Regions from separate parts of the Mus musculus genome. Here all the other regions are linked to region 1. A link is a contact called in public capture Hi-C and promoter capture Hi-C data. All regions are on one chromosome and are shown on one strand. Each heading gives the region's core, a stretch centred on a gene start, on an enhancer-like site or on the middle of the called end of the contact. The rest is flanking DNA. Distances are from core to core; before and after follow the strand shown.

The links. Promoter capture Hi-C pulls out the DNA fragments that hold promoters and counts their contacts. Capture Hi-C pulls out chosen DNA fragments and counts their contacts.
Region 2: a contact with region 1 is called in a capture Hi-C map of embryonic stem cells, with 3 times the contacts expected there. The contact joins the promoter of Ttc29 here to the promoter of Tmem184c in region 1. A contact is called at or near these places in 5 of 39 promoter capture datasets (cranial neural crest, frontonasal cranial neural crest, maxillary cranial neural crest and 2 more), 1 of 484 Hi-C or Micro-C datasets (ventral hippocampal neurons), 4 of 115 datasets of contacts at active chromatin or transcription factors (embryonic stem cells and stem cell-derived neural progenitor cells) and 1 of 9 other capture datasets (embryonic stem cells).
Region 3: a contact with region 1 is called in a promoter capture Hi-C map of hippocampal neurons, with 3 times the contacts expected there. The contact joins the enhancer-like site here to the promoter of Tmem184c in region 1. A contact is called at or near these places in 2 of 39 promoter capture datasets (the 3T3-L1 cell line and hippocampal neurons), 7 of 484 Hi-C or Micro-C datasets (cerebral cortex, cortical neurons, embryonic fibroblasts and 3 more) and 2 of 115 datasets of contacts at active chromatin or transcription factors (embryonic stem cells and stem cell-derived neural progenitor cells).

Annotation. Positions count from the first base shown.
Region 1 is chr8:77,609,300-77,611,999 of GRCm38.p6, reverse strand. Tmem184c (transmembrane protein 184C) reads left to right here and starts at 1,347. Exons shown (of 10, transcript NM_145599.4): 1 at 1,347-1,897. The coding sequence starts at 1,775.
Region 2 is chr8:78,211,951-78,214,650 of GRCm38.p6, reverse strand. Ttc29 (tetratricopeptide repeat domain 29) reads right to left here and starts at 1,309. Exons shown (of 14, transcript NM_183096.3): 1 at 1,103-1,309; 2 at 580-643. It overlaps Gm39202 (a long non-coding RNA gene), which reads left to right and starts at 1,358. Exons shown (of 3, transcript XR_878950.3): 1 at 1,358-1,801.
Region 3 is chr8:78,232,434-78,235,133 of GRCm38.p6, reverse strand. All of the region lies in intron 5 of Ttc29 (tetratricopeptide repeat domain 29), which reads right to left. Among named protein-coding and RNA genes, the nearest start is that of Ttc29, 20 kb to the right of the region's middle. Within about 2 kb of position 1,408, at least 7 of the 459 cell types and tissues checked have an H3K27ac peak or open chromatin away from gene starts, as enhancers often do. A contact at or near this core is called in hippocampal neurons, where this site is marked.

The DNA of each region.
Region 1 (2,700 bases), core at 98-2,597:
CCTATCCAAAAAGACTGCCATTTGCCAAGAAATAAGTAGTGGTGATAAGCTGTAAAGCAAGAGTTTTCCCTAATTTTCTGAACTTCAACAGTATACCAAGATTTCATTAATGGTTAGGAATTTCCTTAAAACCAACTATTTTAACTTATAGTGTAGACCAAACTAAAGTCCTACAGCCCCTTTAAGGAAATGTGCAAAATGGAGATCACAGGAGAAAGACTGCAGAAGTCAGACTCCAGGCTCTGGTAACTGAGGAATGTGATTTCATCTGTATACTTTGAGACTCTGGTCCATGACATTTTGTCCAGATGGCTAATAGGCAGAAGTCCCCTGGTTGCAGGTGATGGCAAATATTTAAACATCAAGCAGAGTCCAAAGTCAGAGAAAACAGCTCTATTACTTAATAGGTACTATTAATCACTTGACACTTTTCTCATCTGTGAAACAGAAAACTACCCATCGCTACTCGGTACTTTTATGCAGATCAACTCATACAAAATGGGTAGAGAAGTTAGTGTTTGATTTCAGAAAATGACAATATATGCAGTGTTCAGTGTCTAGTCGGGACTCAGATGTTTGCTTGTTCCCTTGATTTAGAAAGAATTTAAGATCCCATGTGTCATTGATCTGTAAAGCTATACAGCTAAAAGCTTTAGGTGTATAGAACAGATGTCAGAATACCAACCTTTTAAATCTTAAATAAGATTTTGTTTTTTTTTTAACTCAAGTTTGAAACGTGAACATTTCATATTGGCGGTTACTTTCAAAAAAGCTATTCTTAGAATGATTCTTCTGCCGGGTCTAGAAATTATGCAGACAAATTCCTCCTTAGGACCCTAAACTCTAGCAACTGACTGAAATCTAACCTATTCTGTCTTATTCCAGCGGGCTTCCCATTCCACCCCTAAAGACAACTGGGAAGCCTTCTGAGAAAAATAAAGCTATTTCAAGTTCCACTCCACAGTGACTGCCCCTCACTATGACTTTTCTTTAGATGGAGTAAAGTCTCAGGAATGTAGCGGGTGTTTCTGAAACGTCCCCAGTTCCTACAACTTTCGGAGCCCTTTTAGGGAACCACTTAGACTAGGTAAATTAGAGATGCCAGAAATCCGCCGCTACTCTCCTTCCTGCCCTTGCCACGCCCTCTCGGTAACCTAGGTTACAGCCACGCCCTCCTCCGTAACTGACCAATCACAATGCTTTGCGTTGCGGGACAAGGTTTAGCTCAGCTTGAAACTCAGAGCAAATCATTTGCTGCAAGCATCTGATCGGAAACGGAAGTGGAATAGTCGGCGGAAGATGAGTTCTGAAGATGAGTACTGTAGAGGTTCCAAAGCCGTGAGTGAGGAAGTTCTGGGCCGGGTCTTCCGGGGGCGGAGACTAGCCTGCCAGAGCTGGACTAGGGAGAGGGCTGGTAGGGTACCAGATGCAGGTCAGACCCCGAGTGCCTAGAATCCCTAGTTTACCCTGATAGTCCTCGGGGTCACGATGCAGCGGAGACTCTGGGTGACCTCCAGGTGAGGCGGAGGCGACGCCGCGGCGGCACTGAGTCCATGCGGGTTGGCCGGCGAGGATGCAGCCTGCACCTGCGAGCATCCCGAGCGGCCACCGCTGCAGCAGCCGCAAACACAGAGCGACCCGAGAACGCGGCGCCAGCGGCTAGTAAATCTTTTCCTATAGGGCGCCAGCGGAGAAGACAACCGAAAAAGCGAACTTGCCAAATTCTTGGTTTGGTTCGATTATTCAGCTACTCAAAGAGAATCTGTTACAGAACATGCCTTGCGCATGTAATCGGAGTAACTGGAGGAGATGGATCCGACCCCTGTTGGTACTTTTTTACGCAACAACCATCCTGGTCGCGGTTCCGATATGCATTTGGAAGTTTCAAAAAATGAAGGTAAGAGGGTCCTGCACCTCTACCCTTTCTTCCGCTGGTTGACAGAGTTCCTTTGTCTGCCTTCTAATGCTTGAGGTCTGAAAAACATTTCGTCTGTGGACATTAAACCAACCTGACTGGTTTTATTTAGCCGCTACAACTGGAGGTAGGTCCGGGTCGAGAAACAAATAGTTAAAGCACCTACTTACAATGGGCGCTTTCCCAATATTCATCAGTCCCAGAAAGAACTTTATTCTTGAAATCAGATCTGCTATGCAGGTACTAGGGCTTGACCAGACCAAATAAACCATCTTAAAAACTATGTTCTGGATTTTATAGGCTTTTAGCCGGTTTTCTGGAACCAAAGGATTCTTGTTAAATTGACTTTGCTAATTAACTTTACGTTTGAAGTTACAAGTTTTCTTTGTTTCTTTCCTTAAAATCTCCTGTAAACCAGGCTGTTCTGGATTTTGCTTTGTAGACTAGGATGATCCTCCTGCATCCAAACTTCCCAGTGCTTGGATTACCGGTGTATCCATCATTCTGTTTACTCAATGCAGGGATTGAACCCAGGGCTTTGTTTATTTGAGGCAAGCACTCTACCATCTGAGCTTCATCCCCAGACCTGAAGTTACTCCTTAACCAAAGCAAAAATTTTACAAACATCCCCTGTGTGTTCCTTTATATTTAAAAAAAAAAAAAGGTGTATTTGTTGGTGTGTTCGTGGGATGGTCCAGTTGTGGAGGTCTGAAGGTGGACAACTTGGAGCAGTTGGCTCTGCTCTCTCATCATAATGAGTGCTGAGGACTGAGCTGAATCTATCA
Region 2 (2,700 bases), core at 60-2,559, 600 kb before region 1:
GGTGGGAGTTTACATTTCTGGCTCCCAAGTGAAACTCTTCAAAGTGTAACCCTTGTGCCCACTCCCCCTTGACATGTCCCCAACAGGATCCACAAAAGGAGAGCAGATGACTGTGTCCTCTGCAGTGGCAGTTCAGAGAGGGACGAGTCTTAATGACTGCATTTCCAGGTCCAGCCACTGTGACGGTGAAAGCTGAGATGAGGGAAATGGAGCCAACAGACCCAGCAGAGAAATGATTATGCATCACTGAGAAATTCAAAATAAATATGATCTCCCCCCTCTATGATACAAAGTCATTCTTATGATTCAGAACTTTTTATATAAGAATTCTTTAGCTCCAAAAACATGAAGGGAACCACAGGATACATTTAGTAGACTATTTTTACATGATTGAAAAACAAGCTCACATAAATAAGTTTGAAATTTTGGATACTCCTAGCATGTTGTGGTAGACAGCTGGATGGGTTGTGAAATAAATAGTAACCACACATTTCCCACCACCTAACATTTAGTAGTAATGCAATCAAAACATCAGGTAGGGAAAGCCTTAGACGGTAAGGCACATTTTATCCAACTTACATTTGCAGATAACCGATTGCTCTGGGCTCTTAGAGGCCTGTCTGAAAATTCTGTAAGCAAAATACTACAGCAAAGAAAAGAGAAAAAAATGTTTAAATACCTAGCAAAATAATTCCTCTGTGCTCCTCATGTCAAGAAACAAGGCTCACTCACACCAGTGGATAATTAAGTAGCAGTACTGTGCACCCAGCATATATCATATATTTAAATGAACTAAAAAGTAAAACATCCCAGTTAGACACTAGGAAACTAATCACTAATTCAACAAAATGCCCCCCACCCCACCCCAAACATCTGAAACTCCAATATGGTTCAGGATGGTTCTTTCTCTGACATTTGTGAGCCCGAGATGTTTTTAATGACAGCTGATCCTTCTGTTTCCACCCACCTCGGAACAGGTCTGCTGTGCCTAGAGAGGTTTGGTTTTTCTTGGCCCACCAAGGTCCAAGGGGCAAGAAGAGCGCCTTCTGCGAGGGAATTGATTTGGGGGGATGAGTGGAGAGGGCCTTTTCTCTCCTCTTACCCAAGCTGGGGCCCAAGTAATGGAAGAAGGGGTTCTTGGAAAGGAAGAGCCGCCCACTCTTCTGGGAGCTGACCAGGTCCTGTCCCCAGCCTTGCCCCACAAACCTTAGAAAACTAGCTCTGGGCCTGTGATTCTGTGTCCCTGACTAAGCTTCTGCAGGCGGTGGGTGCTGGGCGCGGTACTCTCATCCCAGATTGTTGGCCTGGCTTGGTGCAGACAGGGGACGCTGAAAGCGTCTCCATGGAAACAGAGGGGCTCGGCGGGCCAGATGGAGGCGTAGTTAGGCTAAAATGGGCTTTAGGATTGGTCAGCTCCAAGACTCTTCAAGTGAGGGGGCGGTGCTTGGAGAGTGGGCCTGTTAGTGAGTGGGCGTGGCCTGCAAGAGGATCTGGTTCCTCCAGTGAACCCGCCAGAGAAATTCCCACAATCCAAGGGCCTTCTGAATGCCCCTGAGTTGTTTCCTTTTTTCAGTATTTCCATGCATTCAATTATTTCTTGTGAATATGCAATTGATTATTGTGACTACCTATAGCCAGCACCATCTCTTGTCTACACCAGGAGAGCCTCATCTGTTCTCAGGAATTCATTTTGTAGCTTTAAAGTAACTCCATTTGACCCGTGTGAATTCTCTCCCGGACTCTGCTCTCTGCTGATTTTCTGCACGAGTGTTTGTGAGTTCTATTTGCTGTCATCTCACAGGTAAAGATCTCTGAGTTAGAGGTCTAGAAAACTCTCTCTCTCGCTTGTTTGTATTTATTCTCCCCGCTTGCTGTTCCTAACTCTCTGGAAAGTCTATGACTGATCTTGTGCTGAACATGAGGTTCCTTAGAGATAGATCTTTGCAAATGAAAGAAAACTCAAACAAAAATAAAGGGGAAACAGTTTCCTCCAAGTGAATGTTGCTGGCTTCAGCTAGTTTTTTTTTTTTTTTTTTTTTTCTCAAGGGACTTGGACCCTTCTGAAAGTACTGAGGACTTAAGGACATGCCGATCTTTACCCACATAAAATTAATCTCACTTTATTCTTTTCACTTATAGATGTCTTTACTATGAGCCTATCTTCCCCGAAAGTGTCAGCTAAATGTGCGTTTTTGTCTTTCCTTTCTCTTGTCCTGTAATAGCATGGGGACAGGAATGTGGTATGTATTCACACAGGATTTTTAATTAAATGAATGATTGACAGGGAAGACAGAAATTCCTCCAATTGATTCTCTCTTCCCTGTCTAGAATTCAAAGTGGAGTGGGAGAAGATACAGATGACCACTTAAAGCTGTTACTTACCTACGATATCCAGAGTATCTTCTGATCTGTGCTCTGAAGATGGGTATTTAGGATAAGTTAAAACTCTCTTCAAATGCAAATTCTAATCCTCCAGTGGATGCCACCACATCCTAACCACTTCCCATAATAGATCTCAATACAGTGTGACATCCCGCTCTCAATCCTGATAGGAAAGTTTCCCTGAGGCCTCCTGTTTTGACTCCGGTGTTTTATTGCATGTGTCCCCTTGCAACACTGAAGAAAGAATATTCTAGGCAATCTGAGTTCTTTTGGGGATGACATTGTCTGACTTTTCCCTACAAACATTGATAAAAATGT
Region 3 (2,700 bases), core at 159-2,658, 620 kb before region 1:
GACAAGTACTTAGGAGAAATGTGACACCCTTAAAACACAAAAGGAAAAAGTACATAATTTAAAAAATGACAGCCAAACATTATTCATGCTCTTTAGTATGAAAATAAATAGAAAAACTTGCATTTTGATTTTTTTTATAGTGTGACATTTCTTCAGTGAGGTGATGACATTTGCTGTGAAAACTGAACAAGACCTCACCTCTTCAGAACCTCCTCGCTCCCTCAGCCGCCTCTCTGTCCCCTTTCCCAGGGGCTCTGCTAAACCTACTTCTTCCTTTTCCTTTTGAAAAATTAAGTTCATTACGAGCGTAGGCTCATTTTACCACTGTCATTTTGTATTTTTTAGATGGAAAAAAAAAAAACCAAACCTATGGTAAATTGAGTAAAAAGACAGGTTACATCTCAATGCTCAAGGGCAACTCCAGAACTGATTTTTGTGGTTCTAAGGTGACTGCCTCACCAATGACACAGTTTTCATTAGCATCCTTTAACTTTCTTCCACATGAAAGGTAAGTTCAGGGTGTGCTTTCCCTTGTCAGACTTAAGGACAGAGTTATAAGGCATTTGGAGTAAACCTTCTTTGATTATCATTATAAAGAGATGAGTATCACACACACACACACACACACACACACACAGAGAGAGAGAGAGAGAGAGAGAGAGAGAGAGAGAGGGAGAGAGAGAAAGAGAGAGAGAGAGAGAGAGAGAGAGATAGATGAATGCTCCTCGCAGGCCCCGTGCATGAGGGATCAAACTTCCAGAAAGCGGTGAGAAGCGCAATAATGAAAAGCACAGACACTGATCATTCTGACCCTCTGCCAAGACAGAGTCTGGGAGAGATAACTTGCCATAAATAGCATGTTGACCTTATGGCAGCTATCATGAATATCTAGAAAATTACTAGTCAGGACTAACAATATTTAAAATCAAGTTTTGTAATTAGCAAGAGTGTTGTAAAACAAGGAGAAGGTATTTTTGAGAATACAAAACAATGTTGAATTCAAACTTAAAAAAAATTGTACATAAAATAGAGAGCAGGCAGGGAGTGCGTTGTCTCTTTCTAGTTCCTGAACAACACTGAAAATGCTAACAGGAGGCGAGCAGGCAGCCTTCGCAGCACGATCAACAGCACACAGAACAGAATTCAAGCAGAAAAACAATCAGAAGAGCAGAAGGCTCAGAGGTCTATAAATGGATGGATCACTGAGAAATACGGCAGGCAGAAAAAAATGCACCAGATGCAACGGCTTCAACATGTAGAGAATCAACAGGACAATGAAGACAAAGTGATTGAAATGAATTTTCTCTCAGAAACTTACAGATACAGTAAAAGAAAAATTACATGGCTAACACATACCCGGCTGAAGGGAATAACAGACTCAAGCAAGCTGGTGACTGGATCCCAAAAGCTATGTCTGCCAACTGTTCAGCAAATTAATGTACAACATGGATTAATTTCTAAAACGTACAAGACTGTTTTTATAAAAGTTGGCTGTACTAGCTACACTGGAAATTTCATGAGCTTATATCATGCACGGTGTATCATCTGAGCCAAGGTTCCCTCCTCAAACCCTCATTTCCACTGAATGAAAGCAGCAGAGAGCAAGCACACACAAAAACCATTCGTCTGCAAATGCATAAACAAATCTCTAATTTATTCATTGCTTCAAAGTGAAGCCTTTTATGGACTCTTGACATATTTGGGGTTTTAAAGATGCCCAAACATCACATCCCTGAGAAGCAAGCGTCCTCAGGTCAGAAGGAAGCTTCCCACAGGAGTGTTGTGAAAACAGGGAGCAGCCGTTCCGAGCGAGCGAGGAAGGCACTTCCAACTCAGGGTGACAGAAAGAAATAACGAAACAGACACAATGAAATTAGACCAAAGACAGAGCAGAAGAGAACACATCAAGGGTAAACTGAAAGATAATAAAATAGAAGGAGGTGGGGGGCATCTCACAAAACAAACAGCTACTTATATAAAAGACAGAGAAGTCGCTTCGAACCTTATCAAGAATGAGGCAGGAGCACAAAAGCAGATGCAGCTGTGCACAGCAGCCGCACAGCCCTAATTACAGCAACAGCCATAGTCTTTCATGTACAGATGCTGATCGCAACGCTTGGCATATAATTATCTGATTTAAACCTCCCAATGTTTTCTATAAAATTGTAGGGCAGGAAAAGAAAGATTACAGGTTAACCCTATGATTTAGATGAAAATGTACACATACATACAAACACACACACACACACACACACACACACACACAGAGAGAGAGAGAGAGAGAGAGAGAGAGAGAGAGAGAACAAATCAAAGCTACACCATGTAAGTAGGTTTTACCCCAGAATTGAGGGATATAGTCCAATTTTAGAAAATTTAGTAATTTTATTATCATCTTAGCAAACTTTATGATCACCTCAGAAAAAATTAGAAAATTATTTTAAAATGTTAAAAGCCCATAATGTCTAAGAAACGTAGAAACTGAGGAAACTTTTTGTTGGCAATATGTACCTATTAAAAACACATGGGAAAACCCCCTTCACGTTTTGCAGTACACTGGAGAATAACATTGGAATTTGGTGCAATCCTCACTGAAGACCCAGTGACAATTTTAAAATCCCTACTAAACAGCAATATGCAAGAAAAGCATTTGGAACAAAGAGGGGCACCACATACAACTGAATCCATGAAGAGGGCTGTGGC